Linked DNA regions of Mus musculus: region 1 is linked to region 2. The links are chromatin contacts, called in public HiChIP or PLAC-seq maps. All regions are on one chromosome and are shown on one strand. The core of a region is the stretch at or near the end of the contact, and the rest is flanking DNA. Distances in the headings are between cores, read along the strand shown. Region 1 holds the start of Hmgcll1 (3-hydroxymethyl-3-methylglutaryl-Coenzyme A lyase-like 1). Region 2 holds the start of Lysmd2 (LysM, putative peptidoglycan-binding, domain containing 2).

Evidence for each region. HiChIP or PLAC-seq counts read pairs in DNA pulled down with a chosen protein or histone mark.
Region 1: a FOXA1 HiChIP or PLAC-seq map of pancreatic cancer cells shows a contact between it and region 2. The contact joins the promoter of Hmgcll1 here to the promoter of Lysmd2 in region 2. A contact is called at or near these places in 1 of 39 promoter capture datasets (cranial neural crest), 1 of 484 Hi-C or Micro-C datasets (uterus) and 2 of 115 datasets of contacts at active chromatin or transcription factors (heart atrium and pancreatic cancer cells).

The regions. Positions count from the first base shown.
Region 1 is chr9:76,010,062-76,016,644 of GRCm38.p6, forward strand. It overlaps Hmgcll1 (3-hydroxymethyl-3-methylglutaryl-Coenzyme A lyase-like 1), which reads left to right and starts at 4,916. Exons shown (of 9, transcript NM_173731.2): 1 at 4,916-5,121. The coding sequence starts at 5,014.
Region 2 is chr9:75,623,249-75,629,204 of GRCm38.p6, forward strand. It overlaps Lysmd2 (LysM, putative peptidoglycan-binding, domain containing 2), which reads left to right and starts at 2,484. Exons shown (of 3, transcript NM_027309.2): 1 at 2,484-2,789. The coding sequence starts at 2,517.

The DNA of each region.
Region 1 (6,583 bases), core at 3,666-6,165, 390 kb after region 2:
CTGGGATTAAAGGCGTGTGCTACCACTGCCCAGAGAAAGACATGTTCTAATTAATCCATCTATCAAATAATAAGGGAGATGGCATCTGGTAGGAATTCCTCTGCTCTATTACAAGGGCAGTCTACATGAGCTGCAAGCAGCAAAGCTTTGGTGCCAAAAAACTGGGTCTATAGACATCTGAATCATTGGGTGGACCTATCAGTTACATCATGAGTCTATAGACAGCTGAGTCACTGGATAGATGGGTCACTTTGGTCATGGGAAATCTATACAACAGTTGAATCTTTGACTAGCTCTATCGCATTGGTCAAGACTGAGTCCGTAGACAGCTACGTCACTAGAGAGATGGGTTGCTTTGGTTCTGACTAGGTCTGTAGACAGCTGAGTCATTAGATACGTTAATCACTTAGTCACTTTTGGTTGGTTTTTGTAACTCTCATTCTCCACATACAAAGTGGCTGCATTAAGGAAGCCAAATGTGAGGTGGCTGCTCCTAAGATTACATGAATTAGCACATGGAAAAGTTTTATGCTAATGCATAGTATATGGAAATCATCGGATAATTATGAGTTACGTAGAGATTACTATAATTGTTACTTTTCTCCTCTACTTCCTTAGAATCTTGAAAGTAAATAAAATATTCTGTGCATTTTAAATAATGGAAGTTGTATGATTAGATTTAAAAACTCGGAGGGGAAACTGGGTAGGGAGATAACATTTGAAATATAAATAAATAAAATAACTAATAAAAAAAGAAAAAAAACCCTCTGTACTTAGGTAGTATTTTTTTTTTATAACATTCTGTCGTCAGCCTGGAACTACTTAAAACAAGATTTTAGATCAGAAGGGGGAAAAAATCACATTTTTCTAAAGGTATAGCAATCCAAACAGGGTCAAAACCTTTGTTGATGCTATTTGGGTATTTTTATTATTTGCAGAAATATGAAGACTCCATATGTAGCTAAGATAGAGAGGTGGGGAAAGAAGCTGAATTTTTGCTGGACAGTAATGATGACTGAGTGCTGGGTACTGCATCCAGGGTCTTGCATCTGCTAAGAGAACAAACACCATCACTGGCCTACACCTGTATCCCCTGATGCTATTTGTAAAGAGATTTAAGCAAACCTTTTAAGTGTTGGGAGATGGAGTAAATCCTGAATATTAGAAACAATATAAATGATTCCTTCTGAACTATTGAAAATAAAAATAATGAAACCATATCAATATTCTCATAACAATTACAGAATAAGGAGATGCACAGCAGCTTTCGCTAATAGAATGTACATTTGTCAAATGTTATCCCAGGATTCTATTTCCACCTGAGATTTAAATCTCCGCCTAGGCACTCTGGTTTCTGATACAATTTAAACAACTTGTGGAGTGGGGAGGGAGTCAGCTACCTTATATTAAGAGATATGGCATTTGTAATAAGTATCATGTAATGTTTAAATGTTTGAGATAATGGGAAAGAAGTTATGCTTCAAAGATCATATATTTGGGTGAGTGTGATTTCAGCAAGGCAGCATCACCACCACAAAGACAATGTCTGACATCCAACTGCTGAAGTTGAATTCTGTCCTCCTTAATAACCAGTTTGTGCTGCAGTGGCCTACATTCTCTGTGCTCAGGTTATTTAATCTGTACAATGAATTCTGTCACATTCACAGAAATTCCTTAGACTTGTATGTGGTCCAAGATAAGTATGCTCAGCAAATGTCAGCAGCAGCAGCAGCCACATCAGCAGCTCACGTTCTCTAATGGAGTAGTGATTTTTGTGTATCAGTTGATATTAGTGGATATAGCCAACGATTCTGGAAAGATGTTCCAATGATGAAGAACTCTGGCTGCAGGACCAGGTTCTGTTGCTACCCTTCATATAGTGGCTAACTCTCATCTCCAATACCAGTTCCGGAAGAACCTACACCTATTTTTGGCTTCTGCAGGCACTGCACACCTAACTGTCCGAAGTGGCCATACAAGCAAAACACCTGTGGATATAAAAGAAAAAAGAAAAAAAAATATCATGTACAGCATTGTCTGTACAACAAAGAATCACAAAATTCAAAATTTCAGTGTGGTTGTTCCAAAACACAAACTGAACTATTCTGTTATTGCAGATGTAGTCAGTAGTAAGTGCTCAAGACTATGTATTGAACACAATATATTGTAGTTCATTTGAATTTTGCAATTACTAGTAACTTTTATAATCATCCCAGTTAATAAAACAGAAGCTAAAGAACTTTCTTCACACCACTCAGTCGTTTGAAGTATTCCTGACCACATGTGATCTAACATTCAATTTTTAAACCTTTCCCATTGAATTGCAGTGCTATCTTCCAAGTATGAATGGCAGGAAAATAGGAAATAAAGGCCTGCAATGTCTCCTACATGTTTGAAATATCTTGGCAGATTGGATTGGGTGCTGGTTAGATGGAGGGCTTAATGAGAGAAGGGAGTCAAGAAAATTTCACAAAAGATAGGTAGAATTCAAGACATTGAGACATTACCTAAAATCAATAAAATCATGGAAAAAACAGGAAATCTGATTCATTTTAATTTTCCGTAGGTGTTCATATCTTTTATGTTTAAATTATTGGAACACTGAAACAAAAATAGCTTAGTTATGTAAGGTAGAAAAAAAATAGAGTTTAGGTTTGAAATATAGCATTAAACATCCATGTGATTGCCCAGCGATGTTATGTCTACTGGCTTGTGGAGCCCATTTCATTCTTGATGGTATGACACAGGCTCTTTCTTTGTAGACACAGCTGGCCTGGAATTAGCTATCTAGCCTAGACTGGCCTTAAACTTACAGTCATTTTTCTACCTTACCTTCCTAAGCAATATGATTATAGTTATGCTCCAGGACACTAGGTTTGGAATCCAGGTTTCTTTATTTTTATTATTATTTTTAACTTTAAATCTATTTTTGTGTTTTCTTAAAAGACAAAATAAAATGGAGAATCTGTGTGTATGTGCATGTCAGTAGGGGTTCCCCAGATGCTAGAAGAGTCAGATTCCCCTGGGGCTAGATGTTATAGGTGTCTGGGAGCCACCTACATGGACGCCAAAGAACTGTGTATACTTGTAACCACAGAGCATTCTCTACAGAGCTGGGGCTCCCAGGTCAACCTATCCAATGAGGAGAGAGAACTGCACCATGTGCCTCAAAGCTCGGTGTTATCTCGATCTTTTTAGGCTTGTGTACAGAAAATAAGATTATTCATTGCTCAACTCTAAAAGGGATGTACATATCACACTCCAACCCCCAGGGCTCAGGGAAGAGAGAACATTAAGACTGTAAGAACCCCAGGCAGAGGATAACATCAAGGAAATAGTGTTTTCCGGGTACAACAGGGTAGTTGCATAAACAAACTCATAGCAACTGTTAACAGCATGCACAAGACCAGCACAAACACCAGCCAGACAAAAGCCCGGGGGAGAGCCGGGAAAGTAGGTATGAGATCCCACTGAGTAGCTAGCTGTTGGCACCGGATGGCTGCTTAGAAAGGGAGAGTCAGTTGCGCACCCACCAGGGCAGTTCCCTTTACCCAAAATAGTTGGGCAACACAAACAGGACTTGATGGGGGGAAAAAAATGTAACAAGCTATCCTAAAGTTGGATAAAAGGGATGAAGAGGTGGTTGGGAGGATTTGGAGTACAGGGCGTGAATGTGTTCAAAAGATCTTGTATGAAATTGCCAAGGAATTAATAAAAATATTCTTTATCCAATCTGGGTGGTGAATCCCTTCAAAATCTGTTCATATTATGTCTCAGAAGTTAGTCGTTGTATATATACGCCATCCTTTGTGCAAGCTTGTGCACCTGGGCGCTCTTGATTCCTCCTAGCTGTGGAAACAGTAGGGCCAGCTAGCTCTCCCTGCACAAGACTGTTCCTGACGATTGTGTGCTATCAGCTGCAAGCTATGGACTCCACGCTGAAGAGCATTAGAGTGTTGCAATCTAAGTGTGCTTATGAAGTAGGCCGAATGAAGCAGGGGTTATCTGATTCCAAGGCTATCATATAAATCCAATAATTTATATTTATAATATATAAACTTATATATAAATCAAACATACTTATATAGAAACTAAATATACATTTATATTATAAATATTTTATAAATATATACATTAAAATTTATTTAATTTATAATTACTTCTAACTTCTGACAGGTTGTTTTTGTTTGAATGAAAGAAAAGCCTTTATGAATTTAGTTATTGCTTTTTTCTTTCTTTCCTCCTCCTCCTCCTCCTCCTCCTCCTCCTCCTCCTCCTCCTCCTCCTTCTTCTTCTTCTTTTTCTTCTTCTTAAAAAAACAGTTCTTCATACCCAGGGGGATAGTAAAGGAACTTGTGGTGACGCCGAAGCAGACAGTTAAGTTCTAGTCCTAACCCCATGTGACAGTGGAAGGAGACAACCACTAAAACCAATAAATGTAAAACAGCGAAAAAGAATTCAGCATTTCAACATTTATCTTGCACCATCGGCTTACTGACAACTCTTGGTTTGCTTGTTTACCTCCGATATACCCCCCTCCCTCGCCCTTAATTTAGGGTTTGTGTTTTTTAATACCACAAAGCGCCTCGGCAATTTTAAATAGAGTTTTGACATAAACTCAAACCGATTCACAGTGCCAACCCTACAGGCTTGTGGCTGGGAAGGAGAGAATGTCTGTAGAGAGCCCAGTGCTTCTTCCTCTCAGAGGCCTGGGTCCTGCCTAGAGCTCTGACTCAGGCGAGCACCTGCAGACAATCAGCCCTGAGAGCACCATATTTTACGGAGGGGGGGGGGGAGTGCCACCCTGCCTCAATTAACTGTCCCCATCCAGGATCTGGCTCTCAGCGCGGGACTCAGGTGCCCGCTACACCCCTGCCTGGGCGTTGCCCAGGAACCGCGCCGCCGCAGTGCAGCTCGGACCCCGGGCACCCGCGGGACGCGCTCCCGGCTCTCACCCGGCTCTCGGCTCCGGCCGTGGGATCCAGCACCGCCCACGGCACCTAGGCTGCTGCTATGGGGAATCTACCATCTGCTGCGAAGCACTGCCTCAACTACCAGCAGCTTCTCCGCGAACATCTCTGGAGCGGAGACTCAGTGGCAGGGGCGCTGGATGCGGCGCAGGTACCACCTTGGGCCTAGGGCGTCCCTACCCCCATCCACCTCCCGTCATCCCTTTTGTCTGTGTCACCTCTGTAAGCCAGGGTCCTGCCTGAGGCCCGTTCTATTGTCAGTGTGTGGGTCTGTGGCTGAAAAGCCTCTCATCTTCTCAGCTGTGAACAGCAGGCGCATCCTTGCTGGCCTAGCAGTTTCCCTACCCCAGGCCTTTTGCAGGTCGCCAACAGGAGTGATCATGTCTGTGCGTGTTCTTGGAAGGGCGGTGCTTTTGTTCTCACTTTCTTCCTTGTAATGTGTAACAGACTACAAACATATCACCTTGTGTGGTAGAAAGAGGATGAAGCTAGGGCACACTAGGAAGGCACAGGACGACGATTAAAATCACATGGTATGTTAGAGCATTGACTATCCCTACAGTGTTTTTGCTTAATGAAATTAAACAAGCTTGAATAAAACCATTACAGACTAAAATTATTCCTGCATTTTCCTGAGAGCTTCATAAAGACAACTCATTGTTTATGTATTTATGATTCCATGTACTACCAACAAACGTGCCAGTTAAGTGAGCATAAGGTATATAAAGAAATTTCCTTTTCACATAAAACCGTAAACTTTAAACATAACAGGAAACAGCAGTAATGGTCGTTACCTAAATGTTGAAACCTGTTATGAGTCAAGGGCTTTGTGAGGCCTTAGGTATCATTAGCCTTTTAATTCTAGGCACCTGTTCACTTTGTGAACAGTGTAGTTCTTGTTATTTTTTTTTATTTTAGTGGGCTGGCCTAGCTTTGTTATGTGATGTTACACCAACAGTTCTGACAGGAGTTATTCATATCCTTATGGTGTGGTCTCAGTTCAGTGCTCCAACATGTGAAATCGAAGCCTTCGATCTACAAGTAGGACTTAGCATTCGTGGGTGGTTTTATAAATAGTTTGCTCCCCATTAATTAGAGTATGAGACTGGAGCTATTTGCAAGAGCCAAGTCCTAGAATGGGCATTCTGCCTATCAACAGATGGCTGGATACAATACAGAAGATATGGCATAATTACCCAATGGTTTATTATTCAGAGAGATGAACAAAATCAAGTCATTTGTAGGTAGATGCCTGGAAATAAGCCAGAGCCCAAACAACTAATATCGCCTGTTTCTCTGTCGCCTAAGGAAGGGACATAAATACCAAGAGGAGAAAATTGGGGGTGGGGGTGGGGTGGAGTTAGGAGACATGGCAAGCATCAGGAGGAAGGAGCAGGTGAGTGGGGGAAATGAGGCTATGAATATGATCACAGCCCACAATATGCACACGTGCAAGGGCCACAGTGAATCCGCTTTTACTAATAAGGCTCAGAAGGATTGACCAGGACCCTCTGGTGAGACCTGATGGTGACAACAGGGAAGTGGAGAGCCATGCTTTATCTTCTCTCATGTCCTCACGGTGGCTGATTTCCATGGAGTCTGGTTTGAACTTC
Region 2 (5,956 bases), core at 1,234-3,733:
TCAGCGCATTGACTCAAGTCTTGAGGAACACTTACTAGTTAGAATAGTTCTACTCCAGCTATTATCAGCCTTGCTTGTAAACATTTCAGAATTGCCTGTTGAATTGTTCGGACTCCAGTCACTGAGACAAAGTGTCTGAGGTAATCAAGCTACAAAGAAGTGGAAAGTTAGTTTCAGTTTTTAACTTCAGGAATCTCAGTACAGTCTGTCTGCCCTATTGCCTTTGTTCTTATAGCAGAGATTTATCACAGCTGGGAGTGCACACAGAACCAATGCAGACCTTAATATTTTTCTATTGAACTTCAGGTACATGTAATAATGTGTATTTTTTTTTTATTATTCTATTGAAGTAGGCATTGCTGGAGCTTAAAAAAAAATATTGGGAAAGAACCAGTGATGCCTCCGGGAGTATGTATCTGGTGGAGATAAGGTAAATGCACAAATGTTTCAAAGAAAACACAGTTCAAAACTGAACAAGATGCACAAACCACCCTGGAGGGTCTATGGGGAAATAATAACTGGGCAGGCTGGGCTAGGGACAATTTGGGGAGAATCAGAAAAAGAATCCCATGGAGAATATAGCCTTTGATTCTAGCCTATGCACTGCCCAAGAGCACTATTTGAAAAAGGGACCTTAAAGATGGAAGAAATCTGGGAACAATGGATTGGGAATCTACTTCTAGCATTTACTGTGCTTATGGGATCAGCCGAGCTCAGGAGCTCTAGACCAGCTTTGGCAGCATGAGTCCCAGGCAACAAACACAAAACAAATTGGATGTAGTGAAACGCAGGCAATCCCAGCACTCTGGAGGCTCAGGCAGGAGGATTTTGAGTTTAAGGCCATCCTGGCCTATACAGGTCAGACCGTGTTTCAGAAAAAGAACACTAAAATGCAGGGGCCAGAGGTGTAGCTCATCTGGTAGAGAGCTTGCTGAGGTTCAGCCCACAGCACAGCACCAACCACTTGTGATGGTACAGTCTGTAATCCTAGTAACAGTAGCGGCGGCAGGAACCAAGAGATCCAGGCTACAGGGAACCTTTTCTTCAAAATAGAGCTGGAGAGATAGCTCAGCACTTAAGAGAGTGTCTTGTTCATTTAGAAGACATGGATTTGGTTTTTTAGCGATTACATCGGGCAGCTCACAACCACCTGCAATCCCAGCTCCAGCGGATCTGTCAGCCTTTTCTGGCCTCCGCGATCACCCAAAACGCATACAGAACACACACACATAGATAAAAAAAAAAAAAAAACCTAAAAGTGGACAAATGAGCAGTAGACAGGGTTTTGGGAGAATACTGTTGCTGATGGAGGGAACAACACAGGCGAAACATGAAGATGGGAGTAAGGAAGGAGGTTAAGTTTTCTGGTCAGGATGCGGTATATATGTGAAAAGTAAAAACAACTGACTTGGGTGCCAATGTGGGTTTATATTCAGGGAAAAACTGAAGAATCTTTAAGGGGTGGGTGATACTGGGGACTACTGCTGCCGCTCTTCTTCCTCCAGTGTGTCCTAAACGGTTTCTTTTGTCTTTGTGGGCACAGCAACATACCAAACTTCAGAAAACCAATGAAACAAGAGAACTCTTCTCTTCTACCTAGAGTCGGGTGTGTGTGTGTGTGTGTGTGTGTGTGTGTGTGTGTGTGTGTGTGTAAGGGGATTGGGGTGGGGATGAGGGAAGGATGGATGAACGGGTGGGGGTGGCATCTCTCAAGAGTTAGGGCAGAAGACTCCAGTTAACTCTGCACAAGCCTAGGCCTGAAACTGGCACTGGTCTTCAAAGAGGAATGGACTACCAACAATTGGAGGGTAGTCAGCTCCCAGCAGACTACCCAGCAGGCCTGAGTACCAAACAGAAAGACTTAGTATACATAGGTCGGTGATAAGAGCACTGGCTTAGTGTGTGACTGAGGTCAGTACCTTGTCAAGGGTGTGCGCGTGAGTTGTGCGTGTGTGTTGGGAGGATGTCAGAAGACCTGTACCACCCAGGTGGACAGGGACCTGTATCTATGTTCAGTGATCTTAAGGTTTCCTGCCACCGAGATTTTGATGTCATTAAGGGGGTACCACTGAGCAAGCAGGCTGCCCAATGAGGAATCCGGAAAGGCAAGCAAAGCTTGGTGGGGGTGTACTGTGGCCAGGGCAGGCTTTGGGCGGACTCTTTCTTGTCTGCACGGTTTTGGGGTCCACATGGGTCCCAGGACTCCTCCGTGGGCCTCTGTCGGCTCACGGGCCTCGGCGAGCTCCCGCTTCCGCAGGGCCTTCTCCGACAGGACCCGCACACTGCAGTCCGGGCTCAGCTCCCTTAACCCCACCAGCACACGGACCTCTGGGGCCGTGGAGAAGCCGGCCGCGGAGGGCGGCGCGCGCCATGCAGGTCCCGCAGCTCCCCGCCTCGGCCTCGCGCCTGCCGCCCCCGCGGCACGGCCAGCCGCAGCCCCAGTGAGGAGGAAGAGGCGGAGGAGGAGGCGCCGCCCCCTTGGCGAGCTCGGCGCCCGGGCGGCCTTGGCAGGACCCATGGCGGATCTCTCGCCTGCGCCGGCCCTGCGGGAAGGCGGCCCCCGTGCGCACCGGCCCTCGGCGCCCTCCCCTCCGCCGCGCTCTCGCTCCACCTCGGAGCCCGAGGAGGCCGAGCTGTCGCTGAGCCTGGCCCGCACCAAGACCCGCTCGTACGGCAGCACGGCCAGCGTGCGGGCGCCTCTGGGCGCCGGCGTCATCGAGCGCCATGTGGAGCACCGGGTCCGCGCCGGGGACACGCTTCAGGGCATCGCGCTCAAGTACGGAGTCACGGTGAGCAGGGCGCGCCGCCGCGGCCCCGGACCTGCGGCCCTCGGGCGGGGTCGGGGGTGGGAGCGGAGGGTGGGGAACAGGCCGTGCGTCCCCGCGTCCCCGCGCCGCATCCCAGCGCGCACTGCTGCAACTGCAGTGGGCGCCTAAGCTGCTGCTGCTGCTGCTGCTGCTGCTGCTGCTGCTGCTGCTGCGGAGAGGGGCGGCCGCCAGAGCTCCCCCGACCAGCTAGTGCATGGCCTTCCCAGTGCCCTGCCAGTCTCAGCTCGTATCTGTCGCGCGAGAAACAAGGAGGCCCGCGTTTTGGGCACTACCCACAGCCACCTTTCCCCGTTTTCCTCCCCGGAGCTCACTACCTATTTACTCAAAGCCACACCGATACGAATTCTGCGCTGTGTAAACAAGCTGTGATGAGTCAGGATGTACAGTTCTTCCCGTGGATGGTTCTGGTTCTATCGATTCTGCTTCTTTATTTAGAAGTGAAATTACACCCCTGTGCTCACTGGCGACCCTGAACGTGACACCTGTCTAAACAGCAGCCTGGAACTGTGGTCTAGGTGAGCTGGAGGGCCGTGTTTTACGAATTTATAAGGGTGTGCGTCTTGGGTATATTTCATTACACCTTGGGGAAGATCACGGAAACCCGAGGGAACAAATTGTTTCATTAAAATTACTTATAATTAACTGTGAGCTGTGTGATGGCCTTTTTACATTGGAACTCAGTATCCGTTTTCAATGATCTTTCCTGAAAGCGTCGGGGCAGCAGTCAGAATTAAAATGATCTCGCCTGTATCTTCAGAGTAACCTATTTTGCATATTTAACCAGGTGTTTGTTTACCAGCAAGTCTTTCTATCTATCATTTAAGCGTTTTGAGAGCTTGATCAAACCATTTTGAGACCCTTCTCCACAGTTCTAAATGTTCTTACAGCCTGCCTTCAAGCATTCACTGAGGGCTGGTTTGGGTCAGAGCCTAGGAAAAACAGAACTGAAAAAAAAAATCTAAGTGTATGAGTGTTTTGCCTGAATTAATGTATGTGCACCTTCTGTGTGCCTGGTGCCCAGAAAGACCAGAAGAGGGTGTCAGTTACCCTGGTAATGAAGTTACAGAGGTTTTGTAACTCATCATGCATGTGCTGGGAATTGAACCCTGGTTCTCTGAAAGAGCATCCTGTGCTTTTAACTACGGAGCCACCTCTCCTGCTTCTGTTTGTTTCCGCGTTTTTCTTACTTAATTTGGCTTTCATAAGAAGCCTAAGGGGAGACAGGTGTGGCTCATCTTTCTGCAGATGAGAAGGTAGATAAGTGGTCAGGGTATTTCCAAATATGGTTATTACCAAGACCGGCTTGAGTTGACACAGGGATAAAGGGTCTTCTTTGCTCTAAATATTACTTCCGGTTTGCATTCTTAGCCAGAGCTTTCGGCATCCTGCTCACTGAAGGAGGAGGGTCACTTTTGTCTGGTTTCTGTGCATCTTAGCTACTAGGCTAGTATGTGTATACTTATGAATCTGTGATATCCAAAAGAGGCCATTATTTTTTCTGTTCTCTCCCATGTGACACACGTTCTTCTGGAATTGCTTGCTTCTGCTAAACACATACTTAGTGTGATGTAGACTTCTGTTCAAATGCTTTCGAACCTGTGATTTGTCTAAAGCGGATTGTGCTACTTTTAACTTTATTATCCTTTCCTATTAAAGTATAAATCAGATTGTCCTTACTTTTATAAAGGCTTCTGATCTTTTTATTTTATTTTTTAAAATGTTATTCATTTTATGTGCAGGGGTGTTTTGCCTGCATGTATGTCTGTGTACCACATGTGTGCCTGGTGCCTGTGGAGGTCAGAAGAGGGCAAATCCCTGGGACTGGAGTCAAAGTCTGTTGTGAGCCATCACCACATGGGTGCTGAGAATAAAAACCTGGTCCAGGGTAGAGCAACCAGTGCTCTTAACTGCTAAAGTGTCTTGCCAGCCCCAACTTCTGATTCTAATGTAAATTCAGATGTAAAGAATTAGGTACTTAATCTCTGGTCATAATTAGTCTATAATGTGATTTCTCAACTTCAACACTATTTTTAATACATTTTAAAAATTTTTTAGTGTTTTGAAGCCAGGGTCTCATGTAGTCTAGGTTGGCCTTGAACTCCCCATGTAGGTAAGGATGACCTTGAAGTGCAGATCTTTCTGCTTTCACCTGCTGGAGTAAGGTGTGCATTCCGTGTGACATTCTGTTCATACAGATGGAAAGATTCCGTGTTTCAGGAGGCTGTCCTGAGCATTGTAGGGTATTTCACAGTACCCAGCTCTTCCCACCAGACACGAACCCTTCTATTCTTGTCTGCACATGGCTGGATGTTCTTCTAAAGGCAACATCACGCCTGTTTTTTGTTTCTTCCTTATTTGTTTTTGGCCTTTCAAGACAGGATTTCTCTTAGCCTTGACTGTCCTGGAACTCACTTTGAAGACCAGGCTAGCCTCCAACTCACAGAGGTTCACCTGCCTCTGTCTCCAGAGTGCTGGGACTAAAGGTGTGCGTGTGTCACCACTGCCTGGCTCCTTTATTCTTAGCTCATTGCTTTGATGAAATTGTTTTGGAGGTGCTCCCATTGGCTATACAGAACCAGGGAATGTGATAATGCTTATCTTAAGCTAGATGTGGTGGCGTACACCCATAACACCAGTACCCATTGAGGAGGCTGAGGCTGGACGGTTACTGGGAATTCCATGTCAGCCTGGGCTACATATAGAGTATTGGAGTCAGGGCTGCATAATAAGATGATGATATGAACAACCGAAACCATCAACCAACCAACCAAACCAAACCCCTTCCCATAATGACCAAGCGGTATTCTTGCTTTATTATTTTTGGTTTTCTGAGACAAGGTTTCTCTCTGTAGCCCTGACTGTCCTGGAACTCGCTCTGTAGACCAGGCTGGTCTTGAACTCAAAAGATCTGCCTGCCTCTGCCTCACAAGTGCTGGGATTCAAGGCACATGCTCTCACCACCTGGCTCCTAAGGTCTCTCTTCCCAATGACTCTAGCTTGTGTCAAGTTGGCATAAAATCCACCCAACAGAGTAGGTTTTGTTTTGTTTTGTTTTGTCTTGAGATAAGGTTTCTCTGTATAATCCCAGTCTGACTTTGAATTTGTAACCCTGCCTCAGCCTCTGGAGT